Linked DNA regions of Mus musculus: region 2 is linked to region 1. Evidence: chromatin contacts called from public promoter capture Hi-C data. All regions are on one chromosome and are shown on one strand. The core of a region is the stretch at or near the end of the contact, and the rest is flanking DNA. Distances in the headings are between cores, read along the strand shown. Region 1 holds the start of Sfn (stratifin). Region 2 holds the start of Paqr7 (progestin and adipoQ receptor family member VII).

The links. Promoter capture Hi-C pulls out the DNA fragments that hold promoters and counts their contacts.
Region 2: a contact with region 1 is called in a promoter capture Hi-C map of embryonic stem cells, with 2.8 times the contacts expected there. The contact joins the promoter of Paqr7 here to the promoter of Sfn in region 1. A contact is called at or near these places in 1 of 39 promoter capture datasets (embryonic stem cells) and 1 of 115 datasets of contacts at active chromatin or transcription factors (pancreatic cancer cells).

Annotation. Positions count from the first base shown.
Region 1 is chr4:133,598,367-133,604,834 of GRCm38.p6, reverse strand. It overlaps Sfn (stratifin), which reads left to right and starts at 2,667. Exons shown (of 1, transcript NM_018754.2): 1 at 2,667-4,279. The coding sequence starts at 3,066. The coding sequence ends at 3,812. It also overlaps a transcript of Zdhhc18 not described here.
Region 2 is chr4:134,492,666-134,498,737 of GRCm38.p6, reverse strand. It overlaps Paqr7 (progestin and adipoQ receptor family member VII), which reads right to left and starts at 1,977. Exons shown (of 2, transcript NM_027995.3): 1 at 1,702-1,977. It also overlaps the pseudogene Gm13250.

The DNA.
Region 1 (6,468 bases), core at 1,418-3,917:
CCCAAAGGCAGAAATGACCTAGGAAGTTACTAGAAAAGAAAAGGTTTTGCCAGTTGTGGTCTATTCTTTCTAACTCTTTTTTTTTTTTTTTTTTTTTGTTTGTTTTTTGTTTTTCAAGACAGGGTTTCTCTGTGTCGCCCTGGCTGTCCTGGAACTCACTCTGTAGACCAGGCTGGCCTCGAACTCAGAAATCCGCCTGCCTCTGCCTCCCGAGTGCTGGGATTAAAGGCGTGCACCACCACACCCGGCCTCTTTCTAACTCTTAATAAGAATCCCTCTTGCTGAGATCGGATGCTCCAGAAAGGATGAAGAACACCGCACAGACACACAACAGAGACACACAGACACACACACACACTGGACCTTGTCTCCTGTCCTGCTGACTCAGGCAGCTGCTTTGGAGTCCCATGCTTTGCCAGGGCCTGCTGCCTCCTGCCTGCCTGGGCTTCTGGACTTGGGAAGTAGAAGCCTGGAGGCAAAGGGAGGCAACTGAAGCAGGAACTGAGTCAGGATATGCAGGCCGGAGCTGGCAGGGGTGTCAAGGCCTGGCTTCGGTGGAGGAGGAAGAGGGTCTAGAACTGAGCTGCAGCTGTAAACCCCCACCAGCTTCCTGGCTTAAGAGGCACGAGGAGAACACGCCCTTCGTAGGCTTAGAAGAAGTTTCAAGTTTGCCAAGCCCCACCGTCCAGACTCCTAGTGTCCTGGGGTTTCCAAGTTGCCCCCAGGACTTGGGGAAGCCCAGGCCAGGCTGAGAGCCAAGGAAGGCCCTTCAAGGCTGAGGAGAATTCTCCCAACGGAAAGGGAGGAGACAATGCTTACTGTGCCAAACAGTTTGTCAGTCTGGAGAGGAAAGAGTTTGGACTGAGGACCCCGACTCTTCTGTGGACACCCGGCTGGGCCACGGGGTGCGGAGAGTTTAGGATCTTTCCTCATCCCATAGAACCCAGCTCAAACCCCAAAACAGGGAGGGGGTTGCTGAGGATATATTCAGTCGGTAGAGTTCTTGGAAACCCTGGGTATAACCCCGGCACCGCTGCTAAAGCAAACATGGTGGCAGTCCATATATAGACCAGACTGGGCTAGAACTCAGAGAGATACTTGCTTCTGCCTGTTAAGTGTTAGGATTACAGATGTGCACCTGTCTATACAGGACTGGGGAGCAAACTCCATACACACTAGCAGGGACTCTACCAACCAAGACACACTCCCAGCCTCTGCTTTTCCCCAGGGTGGGGGTAACATGTTTCCCTTGTGGCAAAGCCAGTCACCAACTGGCATGTCCCCTGTGTGAGTTTAAATGCTCAGACTCTAGCCGTACACTACCGTGGTCTTCCCTAACTTGATGTTTTACTGTAGTTCTGTGCCTGTGCCATGAGTTAGGCAAAGCACGCAAGATCTCAGGACAGAAATCCCATCTGCTTCCTGGGAGAACCTGTAAAATTAGCCAGGACCCTGAAGTCTCTCAAGAGCCCCTACTCCGTGGCCCAAGCACATTCCAGCCTGTTCAGGGTTCTGGCCTACAACACCTCTCCCGGAGGCAAGGCGAGTGCTCAGACACTGTGAGGAGACAGGCAAGGTTGTGCAATAGTCCTGCTTCAAGGGTTAGACTGGCTGGGTCCTAGGAAGAAACTTCTTTAGAAGGAACCACGGAGTCCCATCTAAACTTGAAGAATGTGGTGGGGCACATAAGCAGGAACACACCCTCAGTGCCCATTCTTATCATGGGCCTTGAAAATAGGGCCCAACCAATCAGGGATGGAAGATTGGGAACAAAGTGATCTCCATCTCCAAGGAGACTTCTCTCAGGGGTCAGAGGCAGAGTCTTGAAGGGACTTGAGAACCTCTGGGAGCCAAGTGAGGGATCATACTGGGCTGGAATCACACACTGCGCCATAAAACAAAATGGAATGTGCCATTCCCAGCTCCTTTCCCTCAGCCCTGTCTTCCTCCCCAGGTTGATAGCGTCCCCCCTGGGGGACCAAACTGGACTGAGCACCCAGGTGGCCTGCTTCCCAGCCTCTGACAGAGGTAATCTGAGTCAGGCAGGGGAGTGGGACAGTCAAAGAGTTAGGCCCCCACCCTCTGGGAACCCTGCCGATACATGACGACAGGCAGCTTGGAAGGGACGGGTGACCCGATGTGGAGAACCAGAGAGTAAAGTCTCAGACAAGTGTCAACAGGCCACCAACTTGAAAGGGAAAATTGTGCTGTAAGGGGGAAGGTGTCCAACAAACATATTGGGTGACTAATTACAAAGGCTGGGCTGGAGCGTCAGAGGCCGCTCGTTAAACACTTCATTAAGTGGCACCCTGAGATGCCACCTGCGCATCTGGGGTGTTCATAGGGCATCTTGAGGGAGAACAAGGACCAAGGGATGGAGCTATCTTCAGGCCGGCTCAGCTAATGGCCCCCAAAGAGAGCCAAGAGGAAGAGGGGACACGGAGGGGGAGGGGTTTAAGGGAGCTGGCAGCTTGTGACCTCAAACTGGTTTGGTTCACCCCTGAGACTTGATAGTTCTACCTCTACAGTCCTACAGAGCCAATTCGGGGGTTGGGGGTAGTTGCATCAGATCATGGATGCGCAAGTTTGGGGGAAACTGTACAGCCCTACCTATACATGAGTTCTCACCTGAACTGTCCCAGCTCCCTGGGCTCTGCCTGGGCTAAAGCAGCTCGGTGGCTGAAGCCTGGAAGATCACCCTGAAAGACAATCTGATTTGGTAATCCAAGACGCTCCTGCAATGCAGCCAGCCCTGAACTGCAGGGGGCAGTCTGGAGCCGAAAGGTGCCTTTGCAGGTGGGACCTGCGGCCAGGTTTCTCCTGCTGACTGTCCTGGTGACTCACAGCCCCCTCCCGTCCCAGCCCTTTTACCTTAAAGGTAGAGCCGGAAAGGGTGTGGCGAAGACTAGGAGGAGGCAGGGCCCAGGCCCGCTCAGACCACGCCCAACTCTTCTCAGGGCCATGCCACCCCAGCCAAAAGGCAGAGCCAGAGCAAGGGAGCCGCAGAACCCAGCGTTACTCTCGAGACAGCCAGTTCGCCCGTCTGTCTGTCCATCCTCGCAGTCATGGAGAGAGCCAGTCTGATCCAGAAGGCCAAGTTGGCTGAACAGGCCGAACGGTATGAAGACATGGCAGCTTTCATGAAGAGCGCCGTGGAAAAGGGCGAGGAGCTCTCCTGCGAGGAGCGAAACCTGCTTTCCGTAGCTTACAAGAACGTGGTGGGCGGCCAGAGAGCGGCCTGGAGGGTCCTGTCCAGCATCGAGCAGAAGAGCAACGAGGAGGGGTCAGAAGAGAAGGGCCCCGAGGTGAAAGAGTACCGGGAGAAGGTAGAGACCGAGCTCAGAGGTGTGTGCGACACCGTACTCGGCCTGCTGGACTCGCACCTCATCAAAGGGGCTGGAGATGCAGAGAGCCGCGTCTTCTACCTGAAGATGAAGGGTGACTACTACCGCTACCTAGCCGAGGTGGCCACTGGCGATGACAAGAAGCGCATCATCGATTCTGCCCGGTCAGCCTACCAGGAGGCCATGGACATCAGCAAGAAGGAGATGCCGCCTACCAACCCCATCCGCCTGGGCCTGGCCCTGAACTTTTCAGTCTTCCACTACGAGATAGCCAACAGCCCCGAGGAGGCCATCTCGCTGGCCAAGACCACCTTCGACGAGGCCATGGCCGACCTGCACACCCTCAGTGAGGACTCCTACAAGGACAGCACCCTCATCATGCAGCTCCTGAGAGACAACCTGACGCTGTGGACAGCCGACAGTGCTGGGGAAGAGGGTGGTGAGGCTCCGGAGGAGCCCCAGAGCTGAAGCAGCCGACAACCACCCCGGCTCGCCTTGCCCTCCAGTCCCCAGCCTGCAGAGAGGACTAAAACGGAGTGGGACTCTGCCCTTCCCAAACCCTGAATGTTCAGCCACACCTTGGAAGGCTCCTTTGAAGGGGGCGCAGCCAAGCTGAAGCCACCAGGGCAGGGAATCTCACTCTTCGTGTAGCTGTCTGGTGGGTGTTCCCAACCCATCCCACCCCTGCTCTCTGCACCCCCTCCCCACTTCCTCCCCCTGAGCCTCCCTCGGGCACCTGTTGCTTCTGGATCCGAATAATCCAGGAGGCTCCCCACCCTGTGGCTGAGAACTGGACTGTGGCAAGGGCTGTGTGTGTGAGAGAGAGGGAAACTCTGTGTGTGTGTGTGTGAGAGAGAGAGAGAGAGTGAATGAGAGGGAACACGTTTGCTGGGTGTGACCATGCTACCACTCAATAAAGTTGCCCTGTGACACTCGGTCTTCTTCAGTTATTGGCCATGGGTTGAGAGTAGAATTAGAAATGAGTTAAGAGAACCGGACTCTGAAACTCTGAGCTAGGTCTGTCCCTTGGGGCTGTCTGGGTGACCTGGAAGTGAGACGAGCCTTTGGGTCGGTGTCGGTGACCTGGAAATTTTGGGTAGGGTGACTTCAGGTGAGAGGCCACCAGGAAGTCCCCGCAGCGCTTCGGCTCAGGCCAGGTGAGCACAGAGGCAGGTCAGGAGAGCAGAGGAGAGTGGGGGCTGTAGGCGGGAAAGCCGCGAAGTCAGGGAAGTTTGGGCACAGTGGCCTTAAGAGACACGCTTCACAAGTGGCACTGGGGACCTCACTTTAAGAAGCGGGAAACGGTCACGTCAAGTGCTCAGATCTGAGCCGAGGGGTGCAATCTGAGGCAGGGGCATAGTGCCTCCAATAAAACAGATCAAATAAGGGAAAGCTCCCCAAGGCCCAGGGACAAAAAGAAATCGGCTGAAGAGGAGCGGGCGCGAGCTGGGTGGGAAGAGCCGCAGGGAGCTGGGCTGAGCAGCCCACGGCCTGCGCGCCCGGCAGGCAGCGACACGCACCAGCCCGGGGCAGCCCGCCGCCGTCTCCACGGCCCAATCACTGGACGGACTCTCTACAGAGCCCGTCCCCGGGACACGGTTGACCAATGGGAGAGCGAAGGGTGAGTCCTCCCGCCCCGTCGGCCGCGCTACCCTTCTGGAAAAGACGAAGAAGTTGCGGCTCGGGGAGCGCAGCGGGGCGGCGCCTTCCCGGTTTCACTCAGACAAGTTGCCACCCGCCCGACTCGGGAGCTCGTCCCCCACCCCCGGGAGCAGCGGGACAGGGCGGGGCCGCGCGCAAAACTTAGTCTCCGCCCTTTGAGTCATCCACTCACCTGGCCATGTCTGGACCAGGCTGCCGGCTGAAATCGGCTGGAAAAAGGCCAAAATGCTCGTCTCCCGAGCTTCGGAGGCAGACCTGCGCTGGTCGCCAGCAGGCTTGGGTTGTATCCCTGACTTGATTTGTAGTCCGGAAAAAATCATAGCACCTCCCAGGACCTCAGTTTCTCTTCTGCATCGCTAAAGGTTCCACAGTTAGAAAAAGTAAAAAGCGGGGTTCTACTAAGGTGCAAGGTTTCAGCCTCCTTGCTTGAGGCTCTCAACTTTTGGGTCCTCCTTTGAATAAGTTGCTTCCTAGGCCCGGAAGGGTGGCGGATGCCTTTAACCTGAGCACTCTGAGGCAGGGTGGACCCTTCCCGGGAGCTAGGGTGTGGCTCAGTTTATCTAATGTCCAAGGACAGGTCCCCCGTGCCTAAAAATAAAAAACAAAGTGATTAAGTAAACGAAGGACAAGACTGGGTGGGAGTTGGGAGTGAAACCTTCAAAATGTTACTAATTCCAACCAGTGTCAATCCATCTGGGATTTATCTAGTATTTCTGAACCCAAATCCGAATAAGCAAGCCTCAGGCTCAGTCACTGTCAAAGTTGACCTGGGTGCTCACCTAAGAAGGCTGCCTAGCTTGGCAGCAAGAGAACTTTCTGGAAGGATTAAGGGAACTCAGGTCAAATTTACTGGGTTCTCCAGAGTCCACGTTTGGCCACACCCATAGTACTCTGCTCTTGTTACCGCCCATAATTCTTCAGAGAAGTTACTGGGCCTCTTTGGAGCATTCAGGGTCCTGTTTTTTCACTTCCTGGTGATGTGTTGGGTTTCAAGGTTCCAAAGTCACACAAGAGTCTGGACTAGGGCAGGCAACTCCCCTCAGCTCAGGAGGTGACCCGGTTTCTTTCCACTAGACTGGTCTGGTGACTTTCTCTTAATGGGGTAGGTCCTGGGAAAGGAACTTCTGTGTCTCTCAGCCAGCGTCTGCCTGCTGTGTGTTGGCTCCAGACCATGTATGAGAGGATGGGAGCTGTCCTAAGGTACTGTGCTGGCCTTAAGGGTAATCAAGGGGAGAGGCCCTCAGCGGCAGGTCATGAAGCCGGCTGTGTATTAGCACCGGATCACAGCTGGCTAAGGCTGTAGGTTTGTACCAAAGTGGTCTCAGACCTTTTGGTCTACGAGGTGGTTAAAAAAAATTATGGGGTGGAGAGCTGGCTTGGCAGTTAAAGCACTGGCTGAGTTTGGTTCCCAGCACCCACACAGTAGCCAACTTCTGTCTGCAACTCCAGTCCAGGGGGATCT
Region 2 (6,072 bases), core at 728-3,227, 890 kb before region 1:
GAGAGAGAGAGAGAGAGAGAGAGAGAGAGAGAGAGAGAAATGGCCCTAGCAATTTGGAGCTGAGGTGGGAGGGCTACCTGAAGCCAGCCTGGCCTACATACGAAGATCCTGCATCAAAATTAAGTTAATAGTCACTTGGAGACAGAAGGAAAAATCACTTGAACTCAGGCGTTCAAGGCCCATGTGGGAAAGCTGCCAAGACTCCTATCTACAAAAGATAAAAGAATAGCAGTAAGAAGTATAGTCAGAGTTCATATTGTGACTGGGAGGCAAAACCTCCAGAGGGGTCCTGAGGGAAAGACAAGCCATGGAGGACCCCAAGTGGCATTGCTTAGAGGCTCCATCAGTCACCTACAGTAGCTACTTTCCCATGTTTCTGCATAACTTCCACCCCCATTGCATCTGGTGATCCAGGCCCAGAGGAACGATAATGCCGACATTTGTCTAAAACTAACTCCAGAAGCAAGGCTCCAGGCAACTTCTGGGCACCCAGTGTGGGTAAACGTAGACGGGACAAGCTCTGGCAGGCTTTCGGGTCTCTCAGCAACCAGGTCGCCTCCCCCTTTGCAAACCAATTCTCCAATTCAGCTCAACCAATTTAAAGAAAAGGCTACCTCCGCGTCTTCCAGGACTGAACAAGAAACTATTGGTGTTTCACACTGCATTGTGGGTCTCCATTTGTACTCAGTAACGTGATCAGAATGGAAATGTTAAGGACATTTTCCCCCAAAGTTCAGACACTCCCACGGTTCCAAGGAGTACCCTGAAAGGGAAGATCTTCATCATGGTGTCCCCGGGTACCCAACAAGAACAGTCAGCTTGGGGAATCCACCAAGCCTCCTCTCAGTGCATAGCCTGAGGCAGCCTAAGGGGCTTCAGGGGCTGCTAGGAGGAAATCCCCCAGGTTAAGGCTGAGGGTGGTGGTGGGGCCTTGTCTCTTTTCCTATCTAGGGCAATCTGGCTTTCCTGACGCTAGGGAAGGGATCCAATATTCTGGCCTGGTAGCCCTCCCACCTCTCTAAAGCTTTCCTTGGGGGTTCCCCCACAAGGATCTGCAAAACATACCACACACACACACACACACACACACACACACACACACACACACACACACACACACACTTCCACCCCTGCTCCTTCTTGTCCCATTATAACCTCGCTCCTAGAATGCAGCACATAGCCTGTGAGGTTGGTTGTTCCTGCCCAGGGTGTGATCCTGCTGCACAGGCTGTCTCCCATGCCTAACTTCTGCAGACGACACTGAATTATTCTCCCCATTCCACAAGCCACAAGCTCATAGGCTTTACTCCAGCCCTGGTCCTCCTTCTCCATGGCATGCTACCTCTGGTCCTCCCATAATCCTTCTGCTCTCCCCACTCCCTTACAGTGACCCCCCCACTGCTCCTCCGGGGGTGGGGTGACCTCAAACGTTTCTTCTTCCGGTCCCCTCCTTGAGGCTAATTCCCTTGGTGACCTCTCCTCACCCCTACCGGGAGGTGCTCCCCTACATAACTGTCCGGCTGTCAGGGTCCTGCTGTCTTCGGCCTCGCCCCATCTTCTGCCACCTGCCCACTTCCGCCACTGGGCACCGCACGCATGCAGCTAGGAGCACACCCCCAACCCGCGTGCCGGGGGAGCACTTCTCTACTCCCAGCCCAGCCCAGCCCGGCCCGGCCCCGGGATCTCCAGGAGCAGTCTCACCTGTGGTCAGAGCAGAGCTAGGAGCTGTCTGCTGCGTCCCCCGCGCTGGAGTCGCAGATAAAGGGGTAGCGGCCACGCCCCAAGCCCGGAGGGCGGCGCTGGGCACCGGGAGCTCAGCCGCCTCCGCCAGTCTGCAGCTTCTCGCCTGGCGTTATGCAAGCTCAGACTGCAGGAGGGGTCACTCCACGACGCATCCCGGGACTTCCTGCGGCCACAGTACAGTCTGAAAATAGAAGGCCCAGAGAACCTAGGCTCAGATAAGAGGCTGCAGACTCCTGCAGAGTTTACCCACTTCCCCAAAGCGCAAGCTTCGCTCTGTGATAGTTGCAAGAGAGTCGGATGAGTGTCCCAAGAGCTCTGAGGCAAGCTTGAGCTCAGCACATACCGCTCATGCCTCACAGGGCTACTGTAGTCCAGATGTCGCTCTCCCTGGGGAGCTGCGTCCCAAACTGGGCTCTCTGGCTTATCAAAGTCTCATCCCGTGATCTCTGACATTTTCCCTGTCCTGATTTGTCTAGATCTCTGTCAGAACAACCACTCCTGGTTGTCACATCTTCCAGGTATGGGACCAGCAGAGAAGGTGAACAGCCCAGTGGGTTTTTATAGGCAGGGTATGCCTCCAATAAATACTTTCTTACAGTGCCTCATGTGCCTGCCCCTTCTGTGGTGTTCATACCTAACAAAAATGGAGTACCAGACCGGGTCTTGAGTAAAGAGGCCTGATTGGTAGAGGCTAGGGCCCTGTCCTTTACTGAGCTTTTGAGTCTAGAGCCCTGACACATTAACAGGATTGAAGCCTGTTGCTACCCCAGCTCACCCTGCGACCTTGGACAAACCTTGCTCTTTTGGGCCTCAGTGTTATAGAGATGGCAGTACCACTTGACAAGGTGTTTAGGTCAAACGGTGGACATGAAGGTCTTTGGAAACTGCAAAATTTCCCTCTGTACTGTGATGAGCATATTATCTTAAGAGAATTGTATGTGAGAGACTGGCCTCTCATTCAACAAATTCAGACAAACGCCCACATTTCCTGAATCCATGGGGCAAGCCGACAGGCCTGCCATCCCGTGCCTACTACTCTGGAGACTGAGGCAGGAGGATTATTTGAAGCCAGGAGTTCAAGGGCAGCCTGGGCAACATATGGTGACTGTGTCCTGATAGGATGAATAAAAATGAGAGACTTTGCAGACAGTGGTGGCAGCGGTGGCACACGCCTTTGATCCCAGCACTCAGGAGCCAGAGGCAGAGGCAAGGGATCTCTGGGTTCTGGGCCAGCCTACTCTATGGAGCTAGTTCCAGGAAAGCCAGCGCTAAACAAAGACATCCCATCTTAAACAAAACAAAACAAAACAAAACAAAACAAACAGTAAGGACTTAGAAGAAGCCTCGGACTCAGCTTCTATTTTTGGCAGGAAGGTCAAGCTCTCACTGCTTTGATTCTTTGTTTCCGGTTGGTTTGGCTTTTGTCAGAGGTGGTATGTTTTTTGTTCATTTGTATGTTTTTAAAGGCAGAGTCTCACCCAGCTCCTGCTTGGAGCTCACAAGTGAAGCAGAGGCTGAGGTCTCCGGCATACACCACCACATCCTGTCCCCTCTTGGTTTGTTTTCAAATCCACGGTTTATATGTAATGTTCTTGGCCTGTGGCAAGCGGTGAGCCAAGCAGTTGCCATGACGACCTCTCTTGATCTAAACCATCCCCTGAAACAGGTTCTGTGTCTACCACTCTACACAGTGGGGAAGCGAGCTCTGAGCAGCCATGGGGCCTTCTCTATGACCTTCTTCAAACCTCGAAAGTTCCTTTGAGGTGAATGTGGTGGCCACTGTTTTATGGGTAGAAAAGTCGAGGCCTAGAGCCGGGAAAGGTGCATCCAGGCTCAGGCGGCTGTAGCTATGTCCGGTTCCGGCTCTGGGAAGTGACTCAGGAGGTTTGCCTGCAAGAGAGAAGTCGTTTGGCCATGACCCTCTGAGAGCCCAGCAGTTGTGTGAGGACTGTGGTTAGCCAGTCAGTGCCTATCAGCTCCATGCAGGGCCTCTCAGGTATGCTGTTGATCTATGGCACACTCTGTCACCGTCTTTGTCTGTGTCTGAGGAAACAGGTTCCAGAGTGTGACCTGCCCAAGGCCGTCCAGTCGCCTAGCACTGGACCTGGATCTAAGCCAGCTCTTATCTTGTGGTGCAGGGATGGTATGATGGAGTAACCCCAGTGTTTCCTTCACGGTCTTGCTACTCAGCAACTCCTGTCCCCAGCCCAGGCAGCAGGAAAGCAGCGCTGGGAACACCGCATCCACAGCTCATTTCAGGCCCTTGGGTGAGAAGCAAGACCTCCATGGTCCAGAAGCACAGACCCCACCCCACCCCCTTCCCCATCAGAATCCTCTAAGCTCAGGACCCTGGGGCCTTGTGGGTAACTGTGTGTCATCCAACCGTTGTCTCAGATCCTAGGAAGAAGGTTTCTAGTGAGATTGGAGTCCAGGGCCAGCCTCCTTCAAGCCCCCAACAGAAGTCAACAGGACTTAGGAATCAGGCTCTGAACTCGAACTTACCAGGAAAGAGCTTCAAGGTGCTCAGAGTGAGAGAAAGAATGGACAGGACAGGTGGCACCTGTGATGTCCCCAACAAAGTCGCATATTCATGAACTCCGCAATGCACCTGCTGTGTTACTATGAGCATTTTGCATACCCTTTCTGGATACATCCACATCACTACAGGGGGTGTGGGGGGAGAAATACCATTGCGAAGGTTTTTTTTTTGTTTTGTTTTTTTTTTTTTTTTGGTTTTTCAAGACAGGGTTTCTCTATAGCCCTGGCTGTCCTGGAACTCACTTTGTAGACCAGGCTGGCCTCGAACTCAGAAATCCACCTGCCTCTGCCTCCCGAGTGCTGGGATTAAAGCCGTGAGCCACCACGCCTGGCTGCGAAGGGTTTTTGCAAGGCGAATAAATCATGTAAAGTGATCACAGAGCTACTCAATAAATGCCACATAACATTTCTCTTCTTTTCTAGATGTGAGATTGACAATTGAACATTGTAGGGTGTAGGACTCAGCTCACTGGAAGCCTTCTGGAGTGCAGGGCCCACCATCTGTCCAGGACACCACAAGTGGGGATGTATCTGACCCCAAAAGCCATCAGGGATAAGCTGTCTCTCAGCTACTAAGTCAGCGATTCTCAACCTTCCTGACACTGTAACGCTTTAACACAGTTCCTCATGCAGTGGGGACCCCACCATAATTATCTGTGTTTTCTGATGGTCTTAGGCGAGCCTAAAGGGTTGTTTGACCCTCACCCCCCAAAGGGCTACAGATTGATTGAGAACTGCTGTGCTAACTCTTCAAATACATCTGCATTAGACTTAATAAAACCCTACCTCTTGGAGATGTGGATCTGCAGCTGCTGCCAGAGAACACTTGGCTCTAGGCAGGACCTCAATCACATGGTTTTTATTCTATAGCCTAGTGCTGACCTGGCCAAATGGACCCTGGCCATTGTGCCCTGGGGCTTCCCAGAGGCGCCCTGCATAGCTCTCTGGAGCCCGTCAGCCCCAGCACAGGACGCCATCTTGATGACTCAGATGAGTGAGAAGGACGGGGCCACACTCTAGAATGAGAGCCCTCTTTACCTCAGCCTTTCGCCATGTATTTGTTGGCGCAAACACTGGGAATCTCTCGGGCTTCGGAGGAGATTATCACACTAGTCTGACACGAAAAGGGAATCCGCCCACTTTTGCTGCCTTCTGTCCCAAGTCAAAGGTGAATCGCTGCTAACATCAGAGACGCCTGGGCAGAAATCATAAACTGGGTATAGTTTGCTCTTACAACATGGGCAGCACTGGACATGGGAAAAGGATTTTAGGTGACACTCTGGAGGGAGGGATTATTGCTTTACAATAACAGTGTGGTGGTGGTGGTGTGTGTGTGTGAGAGAGAGAGAGACAGACAGACAGAGAGAGAAACAGAGAGAAGGAGAGGAAGAGAGAGGGAGAGGGAAAGGGTAAAACCTGTGGAAGTCAGAGTACAACACAGGAGAGAGTCTATTCCCTCCTCCCACTGCATGGGTCTTAGACATTGAATTAGTATCCATCAGGTGAGGCCACAGGTGCCTTGGCCCACTGAGCCATCTTGCCTGCCCTTCCCCTCTTTCCTCTTCCCTTCCCCTCCAACTTTTGCCCAAAATGAGAAAAGAGAAAGGAGCCAGGGCTGGAAGGTTGAGGTTAAGCTCCTTTGCGGAAGGCCTTCTGGCCTCACATGTAACAAAGCCAGGTCTGAGCCTCTGGGGTCTAGCTGAAAACTGTCATTGCAGCCACACCAGGGCAGGATGACTTTCCTAGTCGCTGGTCCTCCTGGCATCAGTACCCCAGGAGCCCTCAGGAGCA